Linked DNA regions of Mus musculus: all the other regions are linked to region 4. The links are chromatin contacts, called in public Hi-C and promoter capture Hi-C maps. All regions are on one chromosome and are shown on one strand. The core of a region is the stretch at or near the end of the contact, and the rest is flanking DNA. Distances in the headings are between cores, read along the strand shown.

Region 1 (3,061 bases), core at 386-2,885, 3.7 Mb before region 4:
CATGAATGACTTTTTGAAGTCTTCTCTCCTTCTGTCAGGTAGGTGTTGGGGAATCAAACTCAGGATTTGGAAGCAGATGTCTTTCTCCAGTTGAGTCATCTTTCCAGCCCAAATGTATTTGTTTGTTTGAGGCAGGGTCTCACTGTGTCTGGAACTCATTATGTAGACCAGGCTGGCCTTGAACTCACAAAATCAACCTGCCTCTGCTTCCCGGGTGCTGGAACTAAAGGTGAGCATTACCACACCTGCCCCTGAAATGAACATATTATAAACGGATGATTTTTGTGCCATAATTTGGTATGTTGTCATTTCTGTTTTAAACAAACTGGGAGTCATAAACTGGGGGAGGCCAGTAAATTGTCCAAAGCACCTTGATCAAAGTCGGGACGCTAGTAAAGGGCTCGGAGTCAGGAATGGAACAACTTACGTCTACAACCAGAGGCACCCAATGCCTCAAATGTTCCCAGATCTATCTATCACTGGGGATGATTAAATTCATTGGTTCTAAGACAGTCAAATGCGTGCTCTGTTTAAAGTTTCAACATCTACTTTGTGACCTTGGCAAGTTATTCAGCTTCCTCATTTGAAGCTCCGAGGATGTAATGGTACCTACCGCAGAGAGTTGCTATTAGGATTAAATGAAAATGGTTTGAGCGCTCAGCACAAGCCTGGCATGTAGTCAGCGCACAGTAAATGGTAGCTATTATTACATGAACTGTATTTGTTGAATGATTGACTCTGGCATATAACACCTGCATTCAACTTGAACGCGGAGTTGTCAGTCATCCAGTCGAAGGGGTAGGAACCATAGCACAGCACTCGCCAATTTTTTTTCTAGAAATAAATCTTTGTGGGAGGATAATGACCGGTTGGAAAGTGTTAAGTCCGGAGGAAACAAAGACGCGATCCCCCGTCTAAGAAGCAGGGAGGCGAAGACTGCCCTGCAGGCTGCAGTTACAGCTCTGAATCGCACACGGGCTCATTAGCAGCCAGCTGGGCATACATAGCTTGGGGCGATGAAGCCTCAAAAGCAAGATTTTTAAGGAATGGGACAAGATCTCCTTTAATTTTGCTCATTTCATTTCAGGGACCACACCCTACAGGGTGGGAGGAAGAACTCCGAAGCCTGAGGCGGAAGCTTAAGCACAGCCACGGACCTGACCATCTATGGTCACAAAACGCACAGAGCAAACAGGAAGTGGGGCGCGAGTGGAAGATTTTCTCCACCTTCCCAGCCCTAGCCTCGGAATCGAGCGAGGGCGAGCATGCCCAGACGCTCAAAGCCTACTCTATTAGCCTCCGCGACCGAGTCCATTGCTTTTCTGTACTACAGACAGGGAAACCAAGGCTTGCACGCCCAGCCAGGGGCGAAATTTGGTCCCGGTCCCCCCAACCACCAGACACTGGGTCTCAGAGCCTTCTAGCCCCACTGTTGTTCCCTGAACCTCTTCCGGACTGAGGCTAAAAACGTAACGACCTCAGTCTCCGAGCACAAATTGACAAAACAAGCAGCCACTCAGCTGTCTTCCTTTGAGGAGGTGGGGCTTGGTTAGGAACTCCAGCTCCTTATTGGTCTGGGCCTCGGGGCGTGACCAACCGTGGACACGCCCCTTCCCCGAGTTTTCCTCCCCCACCTCCCTTGGAGGCGGAGCCCTTTTCCAAACGCTCCTAAGCCAGATTCTCTCTCCGGTGGCGGGGAATGAGGGCGGAGTCACGAGCGGAGCGGCCAAACTTCTTCCTCTCCCCCGGGCTAGCGTTACAGCCAGTGGTTCATTTCCGGTGGGGGTGCCGCGCCCAGTGAGGGCCCGGAAGTGGGTCGCGCGAAGACCGCTGGGCGGTTCTTGCCGGAAGTGGAGAGCGGCTGATCGCAGTCCGGAGGTGAGGCGGAACTCTTAAGGTGAGGGTTGGTGGTTGGATAAGGATTGGGATGGTCTTTGGGGCCCACCGGGTCCTGGCCGTTAGTAAAGGCTGTGCTAGCCTACGCGCGTTTGAGGAGTCTTGCTGAAAGGCCGGGGTTTGGGCCCTTCGGCCATCCCGGGCTCCTGGGTGCGGTCTCTTGAGGTGGGGCTGGGGTACCAGATTGAACCAGGAGGTCTTGGGGAAGCCACTTTCTCCTTGATTTCGCAGCTCTGCCTATCAGCCTCCGCGGAGGCCTGATTCCTAAAGGCATCCTAACCAACTGAATGGACCCTGGGAGACCTTAGAATTTCCTCCTGACCGGGTCTTGTTCCCATTACTCGGATGGGTAACTTGATCTCGGAGAAGAAAAGAATCTGGTTTTAGAGAGAGGTTTCCAGTCCTAGATCCTTCCTTTCCTTGGAACCTCTCTAACTTTCGATCTGGGCAGCTGCAGGTTAAAGGCTATCTGGTAGTAGAACTAAAAAAAAAAAAAAAGTTAAAAATTTGGAATGCCTGTTAAATTTAAGGTAGGCTAGTAAGCCCTGCGTTTACGTTCAGTGAGCTCCCCTTACTCTTAGACTGCCACTGTTCACTCGCAATCCAAGCTAACTTTATGGGAGGTGCTGTCCACTTCTGGATCTGAAGTCAGATGATTCAGGTTGGGTCTGGCACAGTTGCCAAGTGCCTGTGGTCGTAGGATCGCTGTGTTTATTCTGTGTTGGCAACATGGAAAATGTCATCGAATACAGCTTTGAAAAGTCTAGTCATTGCCCCCATCGAGTTAGCAGTGAAAGACAGTTAAGAAATAGTTACAAATGTGGTGAGGGTGCTGTGGAAGGACGCAGCAAGGGAGTCAGAAGCGTTTTGAAAGATCAAGAGGGTGTGTGTGTGTGTGTGTGTGTGTGTGTGTGTGAGAGAGAGAGAGAGAGAGAGAGAGAGAGAGAGAGAGAATATATTAGATAGAGGTTAGTTAGTATCAGAACTGTCAGCTGTAGCTCTTTGTACTGCTTTCCCTTGAAGTGAAAATCCAGGGTTAGAACAGCACGTTCATCATCTGCCAAGCATTTATTGGACCTCAGTATGTGTGAAAACATTTTAGCTTAGGCACTTAGCCCTTCTGGCTAGGAATACACTTGTTCTCTGGTGATATGTACAGTATGGG
Region 2 (3,139 bases), core at 324-2,823, 4.1 Mb before region 4:
ATTTTGTGGCTTGCCTGCAGCCTCCAGTGCAACCAGGATGGCAGAACATTCCCTGGCAGCCCAACTTGAGGCAGCACAAGTGAGGCAAAACTGCCCAGTACATTCCATGTGACACCTTCCTAGACTTCCTGGGTACACTCCTCTACATCCTTCGAGCTCCATGCAGTTGAGCAAGTCCCCAAAAGAGAGCCTGGTAGAAACAGCTTGACACTAGCAACTCCCCTCAAGGCAACTGGATGAAACTGCTCTCCTTGCTTTCCACTGCCCTAAAGCCATCCCAAGTCAGTCAGTTCAGGTTAGAGCCCCCAGTTTTGCAACCTACACTTTCAGGTGTCATTTCAATGCACTGAGTGCCAGACCCACTTCTACCTGAGTGGGGCTAGACACACTAGAATACCCAAGTCCCTTTATTCGGATCCCGAATTACACAAATCTCCTTGGGTTCCAACCCCTGCTCTACCCCACCCCCACCCAGTAGCCCAAGGTCATCAGGTTAGCAAGTGGTGGGAGACTGAAGCCAGGGTCATGACCACATGCCTGGCTCATTTTGCTTCCACCCAAGGCTTCTCAGGCAACATGCTGTTATGTTCCCCGGTCCTGGCAGTTTGGCCTCCGCCTTCAGGATTCCCAAGGTCCCCAGGAATCTCCCGAATGTGTGCACACCGCTACTACTCACCGTCAGCTGGCTGCTGGAAGTTGACGTAGGCATAACCCAGAGAGCGCCGGGTGATCATATCGCGACAGACCCGGATGGACAGCACAGGCCCCGCAGGGCTAAACTTTTCATACAGCATGGCTTCGGTGACGTCCGAGTGCAAATCGCCCACGTATAAGGAGGCCATGGGGTAGCTGCTGGCTGCAGCGTTCATCTCCCCACCCCCCACGACCCCGAGCCCCGCCAGGAGGACTTCTAACAAGGCCTACTGCAGGACAAAAGGGGCTCCGAGGAGCTATGGCACGCGCCGCAGCGCACAGGTGGCACCAGCGACGCCGGAGAAGGCTGGAGCAGGGAGGCTCCGAGCCGGGACCCGTGTGCGGGACGACTTGCACGGGACTGCAAAAGCCCCAAGACAAAAGGCTCTCAAAAACAATATGGCCCGCTCCTGGAGTTTGTACTCTCCAGCTGTCCTGGCTTGAGGCTTAAAAAATAAAAATTAAAGTAGGAAATCCCCTCGTAAAGGGGGCAAAAAATTTTCAAGAGGCAATCAGATGCTGCGCTCACGGCCGCCTTGGGAACACGCGTTTCGTGATAAATATAGGCCCCGGACTCCCGGCGGTTTACAGTTACAGCAGCCCAGGAAGGGGGAAACCAAATCTTTGCGGGTGCCGGCGAAGGGCAGTGCGGACACGTGGTGCGGCCAGCCGGGGCGCGGGGCTGCCACGCGGCGCAGAGGCGTGCAGGGGCGGGCCGGGCCGAGGGGGATGGCTCACCACCGGACGGACAGACAGACGCTGACGGACAGGCAGGCCGGAAGCTGTGAAAGTCACTTCCCCACGGGCTCCCAGCACAAGTCGCTGTCTGGTTCTTTTTCTTCTTTTTTTCCCTTTTGCTTTTTTTTTTCCTCTTCTTTTCTTTTCTTTTTTTTTTTTTTAAGGTTTTTGAGGCTTTTGTGTTTTTTTTAAGCTTTTTCTTTTTTCTGCTTCAGGCGTGCTGAGCCCAAACGCAACACTGATGGCTGCGACCCGGGGCGGAGAGAGGCGGCTGGAGCCGCCACCGCTCCATTTATACCCTCCCGCCCCGGGCGCTGCTGGTCGAAGGGCGCCTCGAGACCTGGGCGCAGTCGTGCCCGCCCACTCTGCCCCGGGGGCCCAAGGCGGGGCAGTCACACCAGAGTGACCTGGAGCCGCCCGCAAGGTGTCACAGCGTCCCCTTGCGTTTGGAGGACCAGCAGCACGCACCTGTATGATTCTCTTTCTGCAGTGTATGGATTGAGTCATGTCCTCCCCAAGACCCACACGCAGGTATAATGTTTAAAACATCCATGAAATGCCCAAATCTACACAAAGGGATGCTAAAGTACAGCTACTAGGTGGCCCAATACATGGTTGAGCTGAATACGTAAGACATACGAAAGTTTTAAGAACATATAACCTTGAGGTTGGATTTTGGAGGTCATTAGAAATGGTGGTGGTATCTTAGGTGATGAGACTGTTTTTGAAAAGATGAACAAATCTTGCCAAAGCTTTTATAAAACAAAACGTGACTGTCCGCTCCTGTTTTGTTCTGGTGGCACGCCTACAGCTTAGTTTGTGCAAAAGGAGAAGAGGAGAAGAAAGGTGTATTTGGGCTCATGGTTCTTGTATAAGGGAGCTATCTCTAGTGATGTCCTTACAAGGCATCTCGTGGCGACTCATGGCACAACACAAAGAGAATGCATCTGTGCATGTGAAACAATGTTTTTGTTACTATGTAAACGCTAGTTAAGAGTTTACGCTTAGATGATGAAGGGTAATCATTGACTTTTTACCCAAATGAAGGTTTCACTGACCATTTGAAGATCATGTTATCTCATGAGACTAAATATGTGGAGTTATAGCAGTATTTCCTTACTCCATAAGTGCCAGGGACCATTTTTTTTTCTATCCTTATATTCACTCAAACCAGAAATTAGCAAAAGCTAGACAGATACTCGTCTACTGGTTGAAGCAAACAATTGAGGAAATATAAGTATTTAATCAATCAATTCATTCCAATAAATGGCTAATCAGAGCTCCCCCCCCAGCAGATGCCATGGTTGCCATGGTTACCATGGTATACAAGTAAGAGTCCCTCCTTACCTCTGAGAATAATTTCTGGTGACTATATTAAATAAAGAAGCCTTGCTAGGTGTAGTGACTCACACCTTTAGTCTCAGCACTTGGGAGACCGATCCCCCCTGAGTATTTGTGACCAACCAAATGGATATTGCAAGTTCCAAGCCAGCCAGGGCTACATAGTGAGACCGGTCTTTTAAAAAAAAAAAAAAAAAAGCCGGGCGTGGTGGCGCACGCCTTTAGTCCCAGCACTCGGGAGGTAGAGGCAGGTGGATTTCTGAGCTCCAGGACAGCCAGGGCTATACAGAGAAACTCTGTCTCGAAAAACCAAAAAAAAAAAAAAAAAAAAAAAAGCCAAAAAACAACAACAACAACAAAACAAACA
Region 3 (2,748 bases), core at 132-2,631, 3.7 Mb before region 4:
GCTGGGGAGTTACATTCCTAAACTAGCTCTTTACAGTTGCTAGCTAGCACAAAGGGCTTAGAACAGTTCTTTACAAATGTAAATTCTACCACCTCACAAGTTCCTAGTGAAATTCCAAGTCCTTACACTAATCTTAAAAGCCCCAGCATACTTGTCCACCCTCTTATTCCCTTGCTCCCGCTGCTCCTGCTACACTGCTCTGCATGCTAGTCTGCCAAGCTCAGGGCCTTTGCACCTGCTGCTCCTGTGACCACATGTCCCTATGGCATCTTCCCTCGTCCTCCTTTTTTTCTTCTCTTTTTTCCTTCTTTTATTTTTTTTATTGGATATTTTCTTTATTTACATTTAAATGTTTTCCCCTTTCCAGGTCTCCCCATCGGAACCCCCCTATCCAATCCCCCCTCCCCCTGACTCTATGAGGGTGTTCCCCACCCACCCACTCCTGTCTTCCCTCCCTGGCATTCCCCTACACTGGGGCATCGAACATTCTCAGGTTCAAGGGCCTCTCCTCCTACTGATGTCCAAGTCCATCCTCTGCCACATAGGCAGCTGGAGCCATGGGTCCCTCCATGTGTACTCTTTAGTTGGTGGTCCAATCCCTGGGAGCTCCGGGGGGGTGGGGCGGGAGGGAGGATCTGGCCAGTTGCTCCCTCCATGGTGCTGCATCCTCTTAAGCTCTACTCAGTTGTCACTCTTGGGTGAATCCCGTTTCCTGTTCTAACTTGCTCCGTAGAAGCACAAGCTCACACCTGAGGCTCTATCTTCTGTTTTCACTGCACTCCTGGCCATTTGACAAGTTTCCCGTATTTCCTTATAATACGTTTCCCCCACTGGACAGCAAGTTCCAGAAAGATGAGAATGCTTCATGCTCAGGTATAGCAGGTGCTCTGAGGTAACTGTATAAAGGACATGAAGGCCCCTGGTAGATCTCTATTCAGATGTGAAGGAATGAAAGCCTGAGTGTGCAGTCCAGCTCTGCAGGGGCAGGCTGGACTGACTGTGAGATACTGCAGGCTGATGCTACTGCTGCCAGGATTTTAACAAAGCATAAACCAAGCCGTGCACAATACTCACTGAGCACTCACTAAAGACACCTGGTTGTCGTCCCTTCCGTGCAGAGCAACAAATCCGAAAACCTTGGACTAGGCGGGTGCTGTGGAATCCCTATCGTCTTTCCAGATTTAAGAACCGAGGGGGGAAAAGGATGCCCCCGTCCACGCCCACTCACCCATCCCATGCCAGATCACCAGCGGTGGTGGTGAAGGTGGGTCCAGATGCCCCAGGGCCCAGGCGGCGCAGCACCAAGGCAGCAGAGCGGCAGCTAGCAGCCTCCGCGAACAGGACGACGCCATCTTAGCAATCACATGACCGCGGGGACTGTGGACCAAAGTAATTCCGGTGGCCACGCCCCCTGCCGGGCTCTGCATCCTGACAGAGACGTTTATTCATTGCTTAACACCCACCAGACTCTACTATATAAGGGCTTTCCATCTTTTAATTGATCTTATGCACTGCTCTCATTTTACACCCAAGGACGCCTAGGTGACAATTCCCCCTTCCCCCTACGGAACTTTGCCTTCTCTTTCAGCTGTGTATTAGCAGAAAAGAGCTGTTTATTCGCTAACAATTATGTCATTTGCACGTAATTTTAATTCTATGTGTGGGCGTTTCATATGTGTACGGCTCGCGTTCTACAGCGCATGTGTGGAGGCCAGAGAACCGCTTGCAGGAGCGGTCAGAGGGATTGAACTGAGGTCATCCATCAGGCTTGGCTGCAGGTGCTTTCCCCCTAGGAGACTGTTTTTATTTTAGCACATGTGTGAGAAATTAGGTAAGGTCCTCGGAGGCGGAGGCAGAAAACTCTTCAGCACAGTGCCATAGTACTTATAGCCCTTGGAAGAAAAGGCTCAGTGTCGGGACTGGGGAAGGGAGACTTGATTTTCATCCAGGGCAAGTTATATCATGGTGAGGTTTGGTTTGGATCGTAAAGCTAAGATGGGGTTTCAAAAGCTAAAGATGTAATTAGGGAGGAGGAAGTTTGGACTCCTGAAGAGGGAAAAAAGTATCTTATTAAAGATGTAATAAGACTTCCAGGCTGTCATGGACTCTCAGGTATTTCATGTACTAGGAAGATGGGAAACATAGCTACGTCCTATCCAAGCTCCACTCTGGTTTATTATAGCCCAGAGGCTCCTGTCTATGCTCCCACATCTTTTCTAGATTCCCTCAGTGCAGCCTCGGCACCTCAATGACAGTGTCAAACATTTTTTCCCCTAAAAAAGCATTAAAAATGTTTAAAGGAATCTGTTAAATAGGGTGTATTCACGGTACAGTGGGACTCTCTGACACCGGCTTTATAAAGGATGAAGTAGTCTTGTAGAGAGCGACATATGAAAAATCTAGAAGAATAACCGGTTGTGCACCCACATGAAACCCTTCTGTACCACCCCACTGAAACCAGCAGTTACTTAGTAATTGGAAAGCCAATTAAAATACAGGATTAGGATGCATTATACAGTGCACAGTCTGATAAGCGTTGGGCCAGCTAGATTGTTCAGCTGGATAAAACAATGGCCACTAAGCCATTCCTGATCCTTTCCTCTTGAGAACTATGATAGCTTGAGGTTAAAAAAAACAAGTTGTGCAAGCTGTCTTCTGAGCTCTATACACCGACAGTCACATGTCCCCATAGAGACTCATAAACACACAATGTAAACAAATAAATCAGAGTAAAAACAAAGGAAAGCA
Region 4 (3,148 bases), core at 399-2,898:
CACTGGTTGGATGACTCCCACTGGTCAGATGACTCCCACTGGACTTAAGGAGGGTGACTGCTTTACTCAGGCTACTGATTAAATGCTAATCTCGTCCAAGCTCCTCTCACAGAGACACCAAATGTGATGTCTGACCAAGTGTCTGGGACCTTTGTGACGGGTCAAAGTGATATGTAAAATTTGCCATTACAGTACCCAAAAAGAATATTTTGTTTGTCTTTGTACAGTTATGAAATATACCCTTTAATACTTATTGCTTGGTATGTTGTCTTCATTATGAAAGAGGCTGTGGAGAAAACACATTACGGGGTTGGTTTCTGAATAGCTCAGCCACAATTCAAGCAAACTTTAGACATCATTCATAATAAACCCAGTTTTACTCCTGAGTCTGACTTTTGATGTTTTATTTTTATCAATTTATAAACTAATAGTGTGTAATAGATACTTACACGTCACACACATCCTCAGCTCCAAACATAATTGCTTGAGTAGCCAATCCTATTGGCTAACTAACTCATGCTAGTCTTACCTATTGAGAGAATTTACCAATAGAGAATAGAGCTATTTGTAGAAGCAGGAAATGTTTGTCTGTGTGTCTGCCTATTTGTCTGACTGTCTGTCTATCCACTCAGTCCTTATATCCTTACAATAGTTGTGCTAGGAATTTTATAGAGGAGAGAGGTGGGATTATAAAACTTGACCCTCTCTTTTTTCTTTCCTGATTTTGTGTGTGTGTGTGTGTGTGTGTGTGTGTGAGTGTGTGTTCTTGTGTGCAGGTTCTCAAATTGTCCAGAATTGGGCATTGGATCCCTTGGATCTGGAGTTACAGGTGGTTATAAACTACCTGATGTGGGCGCTGGGAATCCAGGTCCCCTGAAAGAGCTGTAAGTGTTCTTAATCACCGGGTCATCACTAGCTCTAAAGCTTTACCAGCTACAAAGACAACCATTGAAAGACCACACAAACAGGAAAAGCTCGTAGTTAGCTTACACATCAACTTTCTTTATCCTCTTTATCTTTCAAGTTCTTAATCTTTATTGTTCTTCAAAATAAAATCTGGGAAAAACAACAACCAGCCAACCAAACAAAAACCATCTCTGGATAACTTACTGGTCTATTATATCCAGATTGATGCGAGACTTTTGGGTTAACAGGATCACATAGGACACAGAAAAAAAAAACCAAAACCTACGTTGGGCCACTGGCCGACCTGGCTGGAGGTCATTCCTTGGGAGAGGACACTTAGCTTCTCGGACAAAGAGATCGAACTACTTTATTTTTAAATTCCTTTCCTGGTACATGTCCTTTTAATTTTAAACTATAAACTTTAAATGAACTGCGAGGTTTCTATCGAGGGCCACCGCTTCAAAAGACAAAAAGAAAAGAAACCTGATGACCTTAGAAGTGATGACAGCTTCACCGCTGAGTTCTGAACTGGGCAAATGTTTTCAGCGAAGCAAACCTCCGAACTACAACTCCCAGCATGCCGCGCACTAAACCAATGTTTATTGGCCGTCCTACTAGGTCTTGTGCAGTGTGACAGTTAGTATAGCCAATAGAGAGGAAGAACGTTCCCAGGATCCAATCCGAACGCTGTGAAGGCGGATCCTCTCTGGGTTCCGGCTCCGGCTCCTTCCCCCGCCCACCGAGGCGCCGCTGTCCCTGACCGAGCCGCGGGAGTGAAGTGGGTCGCGGCTGTGTAGAGGTGACGTGGGGGTTATGGGGGAGGCGAACGCGAGGCACGGGGCGCTTCGAGCCTGGCCCCTTCGCTCTTGCGAAGGCCTTGAAGGCTGATGTTTGGGAAGTTGCTGTTTTGCGAGTCCCAAAGGCCGCCGGGTACCGTGTGTCCCTCCGCTGCGATCACGTCCCCAGTCCTCGGATGACCCAGTCTTACTACCCTCCCTGCCTTACTGTTGGCCTTGGACCACTCCATGCCCCTCCCACACACCGTGTCTTTAGAGTCGCCCCTTGTACTCTTCCAGCTCCAGTCCCAACCTCATGGACATCTCTGAACCCAACTCTCGTCCTTCAGCTTTCCCAGCTGACTCCTCCAGCTTTATCCTCCTTCCCCACTTAACTAGGCTCTTTGGACACTGCTGCAGCCTTTGTCCCCTCTCCCAGGCCACCTCAGATTCTTTGGCTCCTTTGATGATCCGTCTCTGAATCGCTATGTAGCTCCGGTGAGTGCTTCCTTAATTTTTCACACTCTGTCCCCGGTCCTTCCAAGTTACTCCCGGTACCCTTGACTCGAACCCGGATCTAGAACTTTAATCTTTCGGACCCCAGCTTGGTCTCTTCCTTCTAATCCAGGCTCTTGTCCTTCATCGTCTGTGATCACCAAGCCTCATCTTCTTGCCTTGTTCTTAGAACTCATCCCTCCTCCGCACTCTTGCTGGCGACTCTGTGCTGCTGAGCTCCGAGGAAGAAAACCCCACATGCACTAGGTCTCTTCTCCCTCCGATCTTTGTAATGCAAGGTGACTTTGTGTTATTTCCACACTGCCTTTTCAGTCAGGGATGGACTCTCCGTCTCTGCCAGCCTTGGTCCTGCTCATCTGTCTATTTTGCAAGTCATAGTTTAAATTTCACCTCTTCAGTGAAGCTCCCTCCCTGCCCTCTTCAGAGAGGTGCCTTCTCATTTCCTAAGTGCCGTAGCACCGTCTCTACCTCCAGTCCTGGTGGAATGGTTAAAAACCTCAGCTTTGGAGGAATCAACTTGGGCTTCAGTTTTGCCACCTACTGTGTGCTCTTAGGCACGTGACTTGATTTCTCAGAGTTTCAGTTTCATCATTTCTAAAGTAAGTATGAGAAATTAATAGTTGAGCTAGATGTAGCGGCTCATGCCTTCAACCCCAGCACTCGGGAGGCAGAGGTGCTGTAAAAATGAATTGAGATGGTGCATTGGACCGCTTAGCCCTAGGTCGAGTGCTCTGTAGGACCTTTAAAAAATATGAGCTGTTATGGGCTACTGTGTAATATGCCATATGCAGTGCTGGCCAGAAAGAATGGGTGTATGTACTGCCTGTTCCCTGGAACTTAACCTTGCATATTATGTTCAACTTGGTCGGTAGTGTCTTTACCTACCGAGTCATTTTTTTTTCAGCTCAGTTTTTAAAATGTATTATATGTATGTGTGTGCACCTGAGTAT

Evidence for each region. Promoter capture Hi-C pulls out the DNA fragments that hold promoters and counts their contacts. Hi-C and Micro-C count contacts between places; a contact is called where the count stands out from the background.
Region 1: a contact with region 4 is called in a Hi-C map of uterus. The contact joins the promoter of Cap1 here to the promoter of Zfp691 in region 4. A contact is called at or near these places in 1 of 39 promoter capture datasets (cranial neural crest) and 1 of 484 Hi-C or Micro-C datasets (uterus).
Region 2: a contact with region 4 is called in a promoter capture Hi-C map of pre-B cells, with 4 times the contacts expected there. The contact joins the promoter of Pabpc4 here to the promoter of Zfp691 in region 4. A contact is called at or near these places in 2 of 39 promoter capture datasets (cranial neural crest and pre-B cells).
Region 3: a contact with region 4 is called in a promoter capture Hi-C map of cranial neural crest. The contact joins the promoter of Ppt1 here to the promoter of Zfp691 in region 4. A contact is called at or near these places in 2 of 39 promoter capture datasets (cranial neural crest and pre-B cells).

The regions. Positions count from the first base shown.
Region 1 is chr4:122,884,650-122,887,710 of GRCm38.p6, reverse strand. It overlaps Cap1 (CAP, adenylate cyclase-associated protein 1 (yeast)), which reads left to right and starts at 1,635. Exons shown (of 13, transcript NM_001358035.1): 1 at 1,635-1,897.
Region 2 is chr4:123,281,345-123,284,483 of GRCm38.p6, reverse strand. It overlaps Pabpc4 (poly(A) binding protein, cytoplasmic 4), which reads right to left and starts at 1,573. Exons shown (of 15, transcript NM_130881.3): 1 at 677-1,573. The coding sequence starts at 869.
Region 3 is chr4:122,834,860-122,837,607 of GRCm38.p6, reverse strand. It overlaps Ppt1 (palmitoyl-protein thioesterase 1), which reads right to left and starts at 1,381. Exons shown (of 9, transcript NM_008917.3): 1 at 1,229-1,381. The coding sequence starts at 1,352.
Region 4 is chr4:119,172,695-119,175,842 of GRCm38.p6, reverse strand. It overlaps Zfp691 (zinc finger protein 691), which reads left to right and starts at 1,648. Exons shown (of 2, transcript NM_001145936.1): 1 at 1,648-1,705. It overlaps Ermap (erythroblast membrane-associated protein), which reads left to right. Exons shown (of 13, transcript NM_013848.3): 13 at 1-386.